Regions from separate parts of the Zea mays genome. Here region 2 is linked to region 1. The links are chromatin contacts, called in public Hi-C maps. All regions are on one chromosome and are shown on one strand. The core of a region is the stretch at or near the end of the contact, and the rest is flanking DNA. Distances in the headings are between cores, read along the strand shown. Region 1 holds the start of LOC100273524. Region 2 holds the start of LOC541845 (glutathione transferase23).

Region 1 (2,705 bases), core at 22-2,521:
GGCCCCACCTCAAATTTTTTAATCCTTTATGCCTAGGTTTAGGTACACAGCAAAATAAATAAACTTTTGTATAGTTAGCGTGGACAAATCTAATAAAAATTAGATTTTGATCTATTTTTCTATCGACGTTTCACTACTCAGTCCACTCTTTATCTAAGCCATTTGATTCTCTTCCCTAGCGCAAGCCCACTCGTGGCTCACTCGTTTCTTCAGTCATCGACTGACCAGTAAGTCGATGACCTAACCCGCCCGCTGCAGCGCACCTTGCCTTCTCATCACCCATCAGCTCGTCGACTCGTCGGGATCCTGCACACAACATTGATATTTTGCCTCCTAGTCCGCATTAGCAGATGGGCAAGCTGTTGGTGGGATCGTGGCGTCATCTGTCCCTCGCTAACTCATTAGGGTCTCTCCGCGCCGTCGCAACACGACAATGGCTATCGCTTGCTGTCACCGTCATCTATCGCTACCTCGCCTCCTGCACTCGCTCCTCCTGCATATCGTTCTCACCAACGCCATCTCACGACAAATTTGATGACTCTCCAGAACGACACGCCGGTGCAACTGCTCTGCCCTAGTGCCTCGTCCTTAGTCAGTCCACCTATTTTCTCTCTCTAGCTCTACTTTAGATAGCCAAAAAGGTTTTTTGGTATTCATATCGTTTTTGGAAACACTAGATATTATTATTTAACATTCGTGTTATTATCATTAATCTACAGTTATGATCTAGTCTGATGATTTGTCTCATACACTATCGGCCCCACCTAGAATTTTGTTCTGCATCCGCCACTGCGAGATGCGACTGTATGTAGAGAAGCACTGCTCGGATTCAGAACTGAAAAGCATCAGATATAACCAAATGCCTTTAGTCATCGATTGACGGTTATCTTAGTCTATATAAGCCATTGATTAGAACAAGGATATGATGACGCACTGTCCATCTCAAATGTCCAAAGTTCAGAGATATACGATGTACATGATATATAGACAGGGGCGGACCCAGCAAAATACATGGGGCTACACATGTAAAGCCTTTTCTTTGTAAAAAAAAATCGAATCTAGTAGGCATAATACAAGTAGCTTAAGACACGGTTCGGAGTTTCTCGCAGAAGGAAGGGAAGAGAATGGTGTGCCTACTTGGTGGGTGTGCTCGTCGCCGGCGAAGAGCCCGCGACGAATGCCTGGCGAAATGACCGACGGAGGCCTGGGCACCTGGCGTAGGCGCCGGCGCTCGCGCAGTCGTTGCCACGAGAGAGATAGAGAGAGCAAAAGAGAGCGCACGCTGGGTGAATGCGACTATGCGAAAAGATAAGGCAAAGGATGAGCACTGACTGGCAGGGACCAGACCGCCACAGGACCTGTCCGGTCAAGGGATTTTTTTTTTGTATTTTGCAAAAAGAAAAGTGTTATTTTCTTTCCAAGTTATGAATGTATGGGCTTCTTTGTATAGCCCTCACCGGCTTCAGCTTTCAGCTTCTTTTTATATGGCAACTGACTGTTGAATTGAGCTATTTTTCTCTGTCTTCAAAATCAACTAGCTTCTTCTATACGGCCACGATGTAATTGTTACGTTAAGCTATTCTTCTCTCTCCTCAAAAATCAACTAGGCAAGCAAATATCCATTGATTTCATTTGCTAAATATTCTCTCTGTTTTAAATTATATAAACTGACTGTTTTAAATTAGACGGAAACGACCTTGTAGCCATAGGCCATTTGAGTCAGCCAGATGTCCTAAGACACTATTAAACGGCTAAAATTAAAGTAAATCTCATTTAAATCTGATAAAAGAGAAAACAAGGCAGGCCCAAAATTATGATTTAACGAATAAAAACAGGAGAGAAGGGAAGAGATAGTAGTTTTCTTCAAGAATAGGACAATTGAGATGCCTATTGCCTAGCTACAAAACTAAGCAAGGCTTTCTGGTTAGATCAAGGGAATAACGATAAGGAAAGATTCATATTTCAGGAGGCACACTAAGGGCCTATTTAGCAACAAATAGTAAGGTGATTTTAGTACATTCAATCCCCTCCGCTATTTGTAATTTACTGGAGACAGTAGCAAGGAAGGAAACTGATTTAGGTGGTGTTTGGATTCACCCTAAATTTTAAAGGTGGATTGTAAGCTACGAATTTGTGAAAGCTGGATTGTGAAAGGGAATTAGGCTTACACCTAGTTCCTATATAATTTTGGTGGTTGAATTGCCCAACACAAATCTTTGGACTAACTAGTTTGCCCAAGTGTATAGATTATACAGGTGAAAAAGGTTCACACTCAGCCAATAAAAAGACCAAGTTTTGGATTCAATAAAGGAGCAAAGGGGCAACCGAGGGCACCCCTGGTCTGGCGCACCGGACTGTCCGGTGTGCCACCGGACAGTGAACAGTACCTGTCCGGTGCACCAGGGGACCCAGACTCAAACTCTTCACCCTCGGGATTTCTCGGAAGCCGGCGCGCTATAATTCACCGGACTGTCCGGTGTGCACCGGACATGTCCGGTGCTCCAAGGAAGCTCGGCCCCCGGAACTCGCCAGCCTCGGGTTCGCGCGGCAGCCGCTCCGCTAAAATTCACCGGACTGTCCGGTGTGCACCGGACTGTCCGGTGTGCCAGCGGAGCAACGGCTCCCTGCGGCGCCAACGGCTCCCTGCGGTGCATTAAATGCGCGCGCAGCGCGCGCAGAAGTCAGAATCGCCCATACCGGTGCAC
Region 2 (2,700 bases), core at 131-2,630, 340 kb after region 1:
AGTATTATAACTAAAAACAGACTGACAGTTACAAAATAAGTTTCTAAAACGGGCCGTTATCGTGCCTACCAAATAACCGTGTTGGGCCCGTGTCTGCACCGCGGGCCAGACGGCCAGCCCAAGCCCGGCACGGCTATCGGACCGGGCCGGCCCGGGCACGGTTCCGGTCGGGCCGGGCCATACTCGTGCCGGGCCACGACCGTGCCGGGTCACGGGCCCACTGCCGGGCCGGTCCATTTGGACATGTCTACCTGGCGGTATGTATCTCTATAAGTTTCTGTTGTTGTTTCTCACTTCAAAGCTCCCCCTTATCTTATCGCGTGTCCAACATAATTTATGCGCGTTCTGTACACGGAACTGTTGCAAGAATGTTTTTTTTATTCTAATTGAATAATGGTTTGGTTGAATACCCGCTGCCGCTACATTTTCCTGTTTGAAACATCACGAAGACGAAATTCGAGATCCCGGAAGCACAGGTATGCAGAAGGCTTTGTTTATGCTTCTAGTTTAGCAGACAAACAAATACTTACAATCAATGTTTTTTTTTTGTAAAATCCAGGAACCAATTCATGAAAGGATATCAAGGAATGTCGCTCAAGGCTTACGGGACCTATGATTGCTGATAGAGGATCCTGGGGCAGAGTTTGCTGTGGGGTGCATCTCTGGTACCAATATTCCCGTGAGAGTAGTAAGTAGTATGCGCGCATGCCATATGCGCGTCCTGTGAGGGTTGCCATTGCGTCTTGCTGAAGCAGAGGTATCCGCATTTCTTTACGATCTGTGATGTAATGTGGTAATAAACTCCAACTGGAGGTGGTTGTGTTTATGTGATTGTGAGCAACCGCCATGCGCCGCTGGTGAGATTTGCCGTGTTTGGAGCACGAGGGGAGATAAATTGAAAATTGAGTTTTTTAAGCTGGTGTCTTCGGTTTTGCTGGTGTGCTCATTTTTATCATTAGTCGTGTTTTTTGTTCAGTTTTGTTTTGTCCTTCTGTTCTATAGCACTAAAAGGGTAAAATTGAGTAAAAAAACACAACTAAGGATAAAAATAAGCACATCAGCGAAATTGAGGGCACCCTCTTAAAAAAACCTTTCAAGTGGTTTGAGTCGTGCAGCCATCACTCTGTCACGTACCTTTCTGAAATGGAACGTGTAAAATTGCAAATAACCAAGTTCATTATGTTTTAGCGTAATTGGGCTTTTCCTCTGTAGTATTTTTTTCTTCAAGAGGCTTCATCAGTACGCAACACTCCCAGTAGGCTCACTCTGATGTCCTTGTCTCCCGATTATACTAGTAAACAACACGGGTTCCCGTGGTCTCCTCAGAAGGCAACTATGACCCGGAACCCCTACAGTTGACTTGTCATGGCTTCGCGATCTGTGACTGTGATCTATACTATAAGGTGAACAAGATCTCTTTGTCTACTGTAGTTGCAGCACCAGCAGCAGCAGCAGAAGAGCAGCGCCTGAGCTCCAGCAATAATGGCCGAGAAGGGCGTGAAGGTGTTGGGGATGTGGGCGAGCCCCATGGTGATCAGGGTGGAGTGGGCGCTGCGGCTGAAGGGCGTCGAGTACGAGTACGTCGACGAGGACCTCGCCAACAAGAGCGCCGACCTGCTCCGCCACAACCCGGTGACCAAGAAGGTGCCCGTGCTCGTCCACGACGGCAAGCCGGTCGCGGAGTCCACCATCATCGTGGAGTACATCGACGAGGTCTGGAAGGGCGGCTACCCCATCATGCCGGGCGACCCCTACGAGCGCGCCCAGGCGAGGTTCTGGGCCAGGTTCGCGGAAGACAAGGTACGACGCGCGAACTGCGGTGCAGCCACATGATCTACTTACTGACGCAGGGCAGCCGGACGAGCCCCGCGACGACTGACTTCTCTGTACTCTACTCTAGTGCAACGCTGCTCTGTACCCGATCTTCACCGCGACCGGCGAGGCGCAGCGCAAGGCGGTGCACGAGGCCCAGCAGTGCCTCAAGACCCTGGAGACGGCCTTGGAGGGGAAGAAGTTCTTCGGCGGCGACGCCGTGGGCTACCTCGACATCGTCGTCGGGTGGTTCGCGCACTGGCTCCCCGTCATCGAGGAGGTGACCGGCGCCAGCGTCGTCACCCACGAGGAGCTGCCGCTGATGAAGGCCTGGTTCGGTCGGTTCCTCGCCCTTGACGTGGTGAAGGCGGCCCTGCCCGACAGGGACAGGCTCCTCGCCGCCAACAAGGCCCGCCGTGAGCAGCTCCTCTCCGCGTAGATATGGCTAGTAATTCTGGAGCAGCTAGTTTCACCGCCGACGCTCATATATTGCTGAATAAGGACTGGTTGCACTTTTGCACGTTGTGCAGTGCAGCCGAGGTTTGGATGACCTCTGCCCCTCTGTTCCATTTCAGAATGGTAGTCCCATAATAATGCATATACATCATGCATAACCTTCGTGGCACCGCACGGTGCGTCAAACTGTTGGCCTGTTGCCCAATCCCAGTAGCTGATTTTCTTCAGGCGTGCAAGGTAGCAACAGAAAGTAACACATAGAAACAGACATTTCTTCTTTTTTTTATATTCGTTCAGATTAGATCAGTCCTGTACTGGGATCGGCCCACAAAGTGCGCCGGTCCAGACTTACTGTCCGAACCGAACGTGGTACTGCCAAGGTACATCTACACACCATGCAGCACAGTATTGGCCAACGTCCACCGCCGAACA

What was found. A called contact is a pair of places that touch in the nucleus more often than the background predicts.
Region 2: a Hi-C map of ear shows a contact between it and region 1, with 3 times the contacts expected there. The contact joins the promoter of LOC541845 here to the promoter of LOC100273524 in region 1. A contact is called at or near these places in 2 of 25 Hi-C or Micro-C datasets (ear and tassel).

Annotation. Positions count from the first base shown.
Region 1 is chr7:133,466,461-133,469,165 of Zm-B73-REFERENCE-NAM-5.0, forward strand. LOC100273524 reads right to left here and starts at 1,272. Exons shown (of 4, transcript NM_001147942.2): 1 at 1,138-1,272.
Region 2 is chr7:133,810,028-133,812,727 of Zm-B73-REFERENCE-NAM-5.0, forward strand. LOC541845 (glutathione transferase23) reads left to right here and starts at 1,381. Exons shown (of 2, transcript NM_001111524.2): 1 at 1,381-1,800; 2 at 1,901-2,426. The coding sequence starts at 1,483. The coding sequence ends at 2,251. LOC103632874 (purine permease 3) reads right to left here. Exons shown (of 2, transcript XM_008654590.4): 2 at 2,520-2,700.